Regions from separate parts of the Mus musculus genome. Here region 1 is linked to region 2. The links are chromatin contacts, called in public HiChIP or PLAC-seq maps. All regions are on one chromosome and are shown on one strand. Each heading gives the region's core, a stretch centred on a gene start, on an enhancer-like site or on the middle of the called end of the contact. The rest is flanking DNA. Distances are from core to core; before and after follow the strand shown. Region 1 overlaps Cdh15 (cadherin 15). Region 2 holds the start of Cdt1 (chromatin licensing and DNA replication factor 1).

What was found. HiChIP or PLAC-seq counts read pairs in DNA pulled down with a chosen protein or histone mark.
Region 1: an H3K27ac HiChIP or PLAC-seq map of SST interneurons shows a contact between it and region 2, with 8 times the contacts expected there. The contact joins the enhancer-like site here to the promoter of Cdt1 in region 2. A contact is called at or near these places in 2 of 39 promoter capture datasets (cranial neural crest and neural stem cells), 1 of 484 Hi-C or Micro-C datasets (muscle stem cells), 14 of 115 datasets of contacts at active chromatin or transcription factors (the 230-238 cell line, DN3 thymocytes, the SCID.adh cell line and 9 more) and 2 of 9 other capture datasets (adipose tissue and liver).

Annotation. Positions count from the first base shown.
Region 1 is chr8:122,863,819-122,867,011 of GRCm38.p6, reverse strand. It overlaps Cdh15 (cadherin 15), which reads right to left. Exons shown (of 14, transcript NM_007662.2): 9 at 2,627-2,769; 10 at 2,274-2,513; 11 at 1,783-2,022; 12 at 1,548-1,684; 13 at 1,250-1,414; 14 at 1-189. Among named protein-coding and RNA genes, the nearest start is that of Gm39273, 5.0 kb to the left of the region's middle. Within about 2 kb of position 1,676, at least 20 of the 459 cell types and tissues checked have an H3K27ac peak or open chromatin away from gene starts, as enhancers often do. A contact at or near this core is called in SST interneurons, where this site is marked.
Region 2 is chr8:122,566,444-122,569,685 of GRCm38.p6, reverse strand. Cdt1 (chromatin licensing and DNA replication factor 1) reads right to left here and starts at 1,671. Exons shown (of 10, transcript NM_026014.3): 1 at 1,415-1,671; 2 at 441-599; 3 at 211-362. The coding sequence starts at 1,630.

The sequences.
Region 1 (3,193 bases), core at 427-2,926, 300 kb before region 2:
ATACATGTCCGCCAGCCGAGCAAAGCGGGGTCCCCAGTCCCGGAGGTAGTCATAGTCCTGGTCTTCATCTCCCAGGCTGGACAGAATGGAGCTCAGCGTCCCTGCCACAGAGCCATCTCCCTCGTAGTCATAGATGAGAGCTGTGTCGTAGGGAGGCACGCTGGGGTCGCTGTCCGCAGCCTCCAAGCCCTGTGGAAAAGCCCCCACAGACCTCAGGACCACTCAGGCAGGCAAGCAGGGTGCCCTCTGGTGCTCAGCTACAGGCAGGGACAGCCCTGTCTCTTTTAAGATGGGCATGCAGTGGTGGCACACGCCTTTAATCCCAGCTCTTGGGAGTCAGAGGCAGGTGGATTTCTGAGTTCGAGGCCAGCCTGGTCTACAGAGTGAGTTCCAGGACAGCCAGGGCTACACAGAGAAACCCTGTCTCGAAAAACCAAACAAACAAAAAAGGTGGGCCTGCAGAACACGCCCCTGTGCAGAACGGGCTGGCAGAGAAGGTTCTGTTCCCTCCGGCCCTTCCCCTCAGGGTGAGGAGAAGCTGTCTCCTGTCATAGCAGCTCTTCCTCCCGCCCACGCCCAGTCTCTCAGGCACCTTTCCAGAACCATCTGGCCCCCTCCAGAGGCAGGATCTCCACTGGCACCCCAGTTATCTCGTGACCAGTCCCTGCACTAGAATTAACATCCCCAAGGAGGCCCCCCAGTTTGCTGGGAGCCCCGTTTCTCTGGGCTGTGTGGGCAGGCAGTCAATAGGGGGTTCCCCACATGGCCAGACTCAGACTTAGCCATCCCCGTTCCACCCCCTCATTCTGATCATCTTTTGTGTAGACAGTAGTCGCTCATGCGATGTTCAAACTGATGCTTTCTTCAGATGACATCAAGGCAAGTCCTGTCCTACCTCATCATAGTAAACAGAAGGAGGTCAGGAACCATGCATGGGTACGATTTCCAGAGGGACACGAAACAGAACTATTAAGGCCAGTGCTGGCTGGCCTTCTCTGGCCACATAGCTGCTAATGTTCGGCTCCTACCCACAGGGTTTGAAAAGTGGGTGGTCAACCTGCTCACTTGCCCTCTGAGGTTTTCCTAAAGCTCAGCCAGGGTCCTGCTGGTGAGCTCACCCCCTGACACCCTGTAGCATGGGGACTGGAAGCAGGGTCTGGACATTTGTGTGTTTGTGCATATGTGCATGTATACATACAAGCATGCATTGCCCCATTCTGCGATCACCCCTCCCCCACAGGGCACCTACATCACTGATGAAGTTGGCAATGTCAGATGGGCTGGTGGGAAGCACTCGATGTGGCTGTGGCACATAGCTGAAGGGGGCATCCCTGCGCAGGGGTGGCCTGCCCAAAGAGCGACTTGTGGCCCTCGGCTCCACTGGGTGGCGCAGCTGGTTTATGTCGTACGCATCCTGTGTGCATAGTAAACAGCTAAGGTCAGAGAAGGGACCTCCTGGTTGCCAGAGGATCTTCTAGGAGGCTGCTGGACATTCTGGGACCCCTTTCCAGGGTTCCGTGTGTCTAAGCCACCACTCCTCTCCTTACCTGGTCCTCCTCCCCGCCTCCTTGCTCATCATAGTTAAGGATGTTGTCCCGAAGGTCCTCTTGTAGGCCATGCAACAGACTCTTGCCCCGGGAATGCCCCCGGAACCGTGTGCGGAGCGCGGCAAGCAGGATGAGAACTGGAGGCACGAGAGACTGGCTGGAGTGTGGGCGCTTAAAGGACGCAGGGTGGGGAAGGGACCCAGAACAAAGGGTGGGGCCAAGGACCTTCACTCACCTAGTAAGACCACGGTGCTGGCCAGCACAATGACCAGTGCCCCCAAGCTGACGCCTACACCTCCTCCTCGAAGCGCGGCAGCCCCGGGCAGGCAAGTGCCATCCGACCCACAGCGACACACGGTGACGTTCAGCGTTTGCTCTCGCTGCTGGGGTGGCTCCCCAGAGTCCTGGAGTAGCAGGCTCAGGCGATGCAGGCCCTCGGAGACCTGATGTCGGAGCCGCAAGCGTGCATGGCTCACTGTAGAAGGCGCAGCGTGGTCAGCTGAAGCTCCAGGTTAACCCCGCTTCCGCCCAGAGAGTACCTGAGTCACTGGGTATCAGTTTCCCCATCTACCCATTGGATACTGTGGAAACGAATCCCAGCCCGGGCAAGGGAGGGGGGGGGCGGGGGCGGAGAATGTAGTCATGGCGATACATTGTATCGGCCTGTCTCTTGGGTCTCAGGGTTGCGGAGCTGAGAGAGTGGGGGAGGGCGTGGGGGGAGCGCACCGTTAATCTGGCTGACGCTCCAGTTCCGGCCCAGATCTGGTACTCTGGGGTTCAGCTGGAAGTGGAAAGGGGCCCCGTGTGGGGGCAGGTCCTCATCCGTGGCACCCAAGAGGAGGCCAGGGCCCTGGTCTGGTTCACTGCACAGGCTGCCAGATGGAGGAAGAGCCAGTGCAGGGGCATGGTCGTTGACTTCTAGGATCTCGATGGACAGGGTGCCTGTGGCTGTGCTAGGAGGAATGGCTGGAAGAAGGGAGAGCGAATAAGTTCGAGCCCCACCCACAAGCTACCCTGTCAGTTGTCCACTTAAGGGAGCAGCGGGCTATGGGACAAAGACAACACCCACTTCCCCTCACCATTGTCCAGGGCTAGGATGATGGCTCTGTACCAGCCGTCCTTCAAAAAGGGTGAAGCAGGGCTCAGCACTCGCTGGGTCTGGATCCTGCCTGTGGCCCCGTCCACTTGCAGCCAGTCTTCTGGGTCGTAGTCTTTGGAGTAGCTATTGGTGGGGAGGGGAGGAGAGGGATAAGGCTCACCCAAGATGCCTAGACATGGGGTCCCATAGCATATATGCAAACACATATTACTATCACATACCCATATGTGACCTGGGGTTGGCCAGCATTCAGCCTTTGAGGACCCCCAGCCCCAACTAACGTTTTTTTTTTAATTATTTCCATTTTATATTTCAACATTTTTAAAACTTATTTATTTGCATGTGTGTGCACATGTGTGTGCACATGTGTGAGCACCATGACATACAAGAGAGCAAAGGGCATGGAGGAATTGAGTCTCTCCTCTGACCAGGTGCGTTCCAGGAAATGACCTTAGGTGGGCAAGCTTGGTGGTAAGCGCCTTAACCACTGAGCCATCTTGCCAGCTACCACCACCCCAAGCTGGTTATTAACCCAACTGCACATGAT
Region 2 (3,242 bases), core at 422-2,921:
GCAGACAGTCACAGACAGGCACAGGGGTTCACAGTACTTAGAACAAGCCACGTGCAGGAGGAGTTGACAATGTCCTTTTCAAGTGAGGGACAAGGGCATAGTGGTAGGGAGGAGACTGAGGTACGGTTTAGGCCATCCACCCACTCAGACCCCACAGCGCCTCCCAAAGGTCTGTCCTCGCCTTAACCTTGTGGCCCCACTAGGACTCACCATGGTTGCTCTGTGGGCACCTTGGCATCTGGGGTACTAGGCTCCACAGCATTCTCTTGGACTCGGGCTCTCAGGGCCCGTGCCTGGGCTCCCAACTTCCGTGCCCGCCTCAGGCAGGACTGGAGCTCAGAGACGGAGTCCTCTGAGGGGATCTGGGGACATAGGCACTGTCAGTTCTGCAAATTCCGCATGCCCCTGCCCACAGCCCACCCTCAGTCCAGCCTTCTTACCTTGCCCGGCTGTTGACCAACATAAACAGTTGTACTCTTTGTTCGCTTGACGGGGGATGGGCAAACGGGGGAGCCAGGGTCAGCTGGAGGGCTAGGGTCAGCTGGAGGGCTGGGCTCAGCTGGGGAACTGGGCTCAGGCAGAGAACTGGGGCAGGAGTCCTGGCGATTAAGAAGGCACAGAACAATAAACTGGGGGTGGGAAGGGGTACCTGCTCCCTGCTGAGCCAGAACTAGGGTATCAGTTCACTCGACTCGGAGGGCAGGAGTCAGGCGCTAGGGGGTGCCTGTCTATGGAGATGCTTGATGAAGCAGTTAGGAAAGATCCACCTGGTCTGTCCAGTCTTGAAGCAGCTCGCAGGCCTGGCCCTCCAGGGCCCTCTCTCCATTTCAGGAACTCCAGCTCAATTCTTTTTTTTTTAAAGGTTTATTTGTTTATTTATATGTATATGAATACACTGTAGCTGTATTGATGGTTGTGAGCTGTCATGTGGTTGCTGGGAATTTGAATTTAGGATCTCTGTTTGCTCTGGTTGACCTCTCTCACTTCAGCTTGGCCCTGCTCACTCCTACTTAAAGATTTATTTATTATTATATGTAAGTACACGGTAGCTGTCTTCAGACACCCTAGAAGAGGGCATCAGATCTCACTACAGATGGCTGTGAGCCACCATGTGGTTGCTGGGATTTGAACTCAGGACCTTCGGAAGAGCAGTCAGTGCTCTTAACCGCTGAGCCATCTCTCCAGCCCTCAATTCTTTGCATAACCCCCACACCACCACAATTCACCCCCGCCAGCTGCGGCCTCCCCGGAAGCCCAGGTACCCTCTGCCTACGTCAGCAATGCCCTGGGGAGAGGAAAAAGCGCCCAGCCTGCTCGCGACTCTATTCCTCCAGTCCTCTGCCTCGGCGCCCGAGAACCTGGTTCTCTTGTCCTAACCAAGGGTCCTCTGGGGGGACTCCCGCGCGCTCCTTACCAATCCAGGCAGCCGTAACCTCCGGCGCGCGAGCGGCGCGGGCTGGTCACTCCCGGGTTCGGCTGGGGGCCGGGCGCGCTTGCGGCTGCTGCTCCGGGTGAACGCAGGAGCCACGAGGCCACCAGGGCTCGGGGTGAGACAGATCGACTTGGCCCGCGGAGTCGTAAGGCCAGGGCGACGGCACGCATAGAAATCGGTAACACGACTTTGCGCCATGGCGCCAAAAAGGTAGTTCCCGCGGATTCCGCGCAACTTTCGCGGCTTCAGCCTCGCCCCGCCCAGGCCGTACCACCACGCACAGTTCTGGGAGGGGGGAAATGTGCGCGCTCCGGGGCATGCGCGCTAGTAGGCACCAAGAGACGCATGCGCCATGCCGGGCCACCACCCCCGCGGCAGCTTTGGATTGAGGACCGAGAATGGGAGCGGCCGGGGCTGGAGGGTTGGGGGCAGGAGACTATTTGACTCCTGTGCGCTGGCGCGCTGGCGTGCAGCGTAGTACATCCGCGATCCGCGTGGTTTCCGCGGGCTGCGGGGCTGTGGTGCGTAAGGTTCTCAAAGCCACTTGGCGCGCGGTGTGGACAGCGGCGGCTGCGGCCCTGACAGCTCTTGGCCCAGCAAAGAGGCAATCACGTGAAAGGAGACACTTCTGCTCCTGTTGTTCCCATTTACAAAATACTAGCCCGGTCTCCAAGGCTAGCCAAGTAGCTGGGTCTGAGTCACACGCAACTGCTGAGTGTCCGGTCCCATGAGCGAGATGAGTACCCAGGACGACTCATGCCGCCGAACCGGCTCCAAAAGCATCTCATTTTCCTAGCCACATCCGGGCTAAGGACTGCAGAGGTTGGAGTTACGCCTTGGCAGGAAGCGGCCTAGAAGCATGGGAAAATTCAGAGAGGCCACGCAGGTCTGCTTTCCTCATCAGATGGCAGTCACCCACCCAATGCTCCCAACTCCTGGAGGAAGTGGCCATGCAGACAGTATGATCATTTTGGGCAAAGGTGGCTCTCATGAGGGTGAGGGGACAGTGGAGAAGCAGGAACTGGGAAACCTGGATAGCAGCTGTAAGCACACGCTGCACCGAAGGAGATTTCTCAGGAAGTGGGATCATGCACAGTCCAGCGCATCAGGCTAAACTGCATCTGCAGCTGTGAAGTAAAGGACCAAGATTTAGAAGTTTGGAGACTTGGTTGCTCCTACCTCCTGAGTGTACTACACCCTGGAGCCTCATGGCCAGCCATAGTAACCATTCTACATCCCTGCCAAGTTGGCCTTTGGGAGGGCACAGCCTTGGAACCCTGCGGGAATTCTTGGTTTGGCCCAGTGACAAGACAAAGCCAGCTGCCTCCTGATCGAAGCTGATTAGATAAGTGACACATGGCTGAGCTAATCCGATGTTCTAGGATCAGAGAGTGCTCTGGTATACTAGTGATCCCCCATAATGTAAGACAGCAAGCAAACAGGAAGTTCCAGAGGCATCAAGCCTAACACAGCCGCTTGAGCGTTTGGGAATAGAGTCCCTTTCTTTGATATTTGCAGCCATGAGGAATGCGGCCCATGCCTCTGGGCATGCCCATGAGGGATTTTCTAGTTGAGGCTAATTAAAGTGGGAAGACACACCCTAATTTGGATGCCACTATTCCATGGGCTGGGAATTAATTTCCCTGACTGAAATTAATAAAAAAGGAGAAAAGGCATAGGTGTGGAAACCTGGTAGCTCACACGTGTGACTGTAGCACTTCAGAGGCTTAGGGAGGAGACTCAAGTTCTACTCTGGTCTGGGAATACATGAAACCCTGTCAAATGACTTTGAACTAGTCCAGGCAGTGGC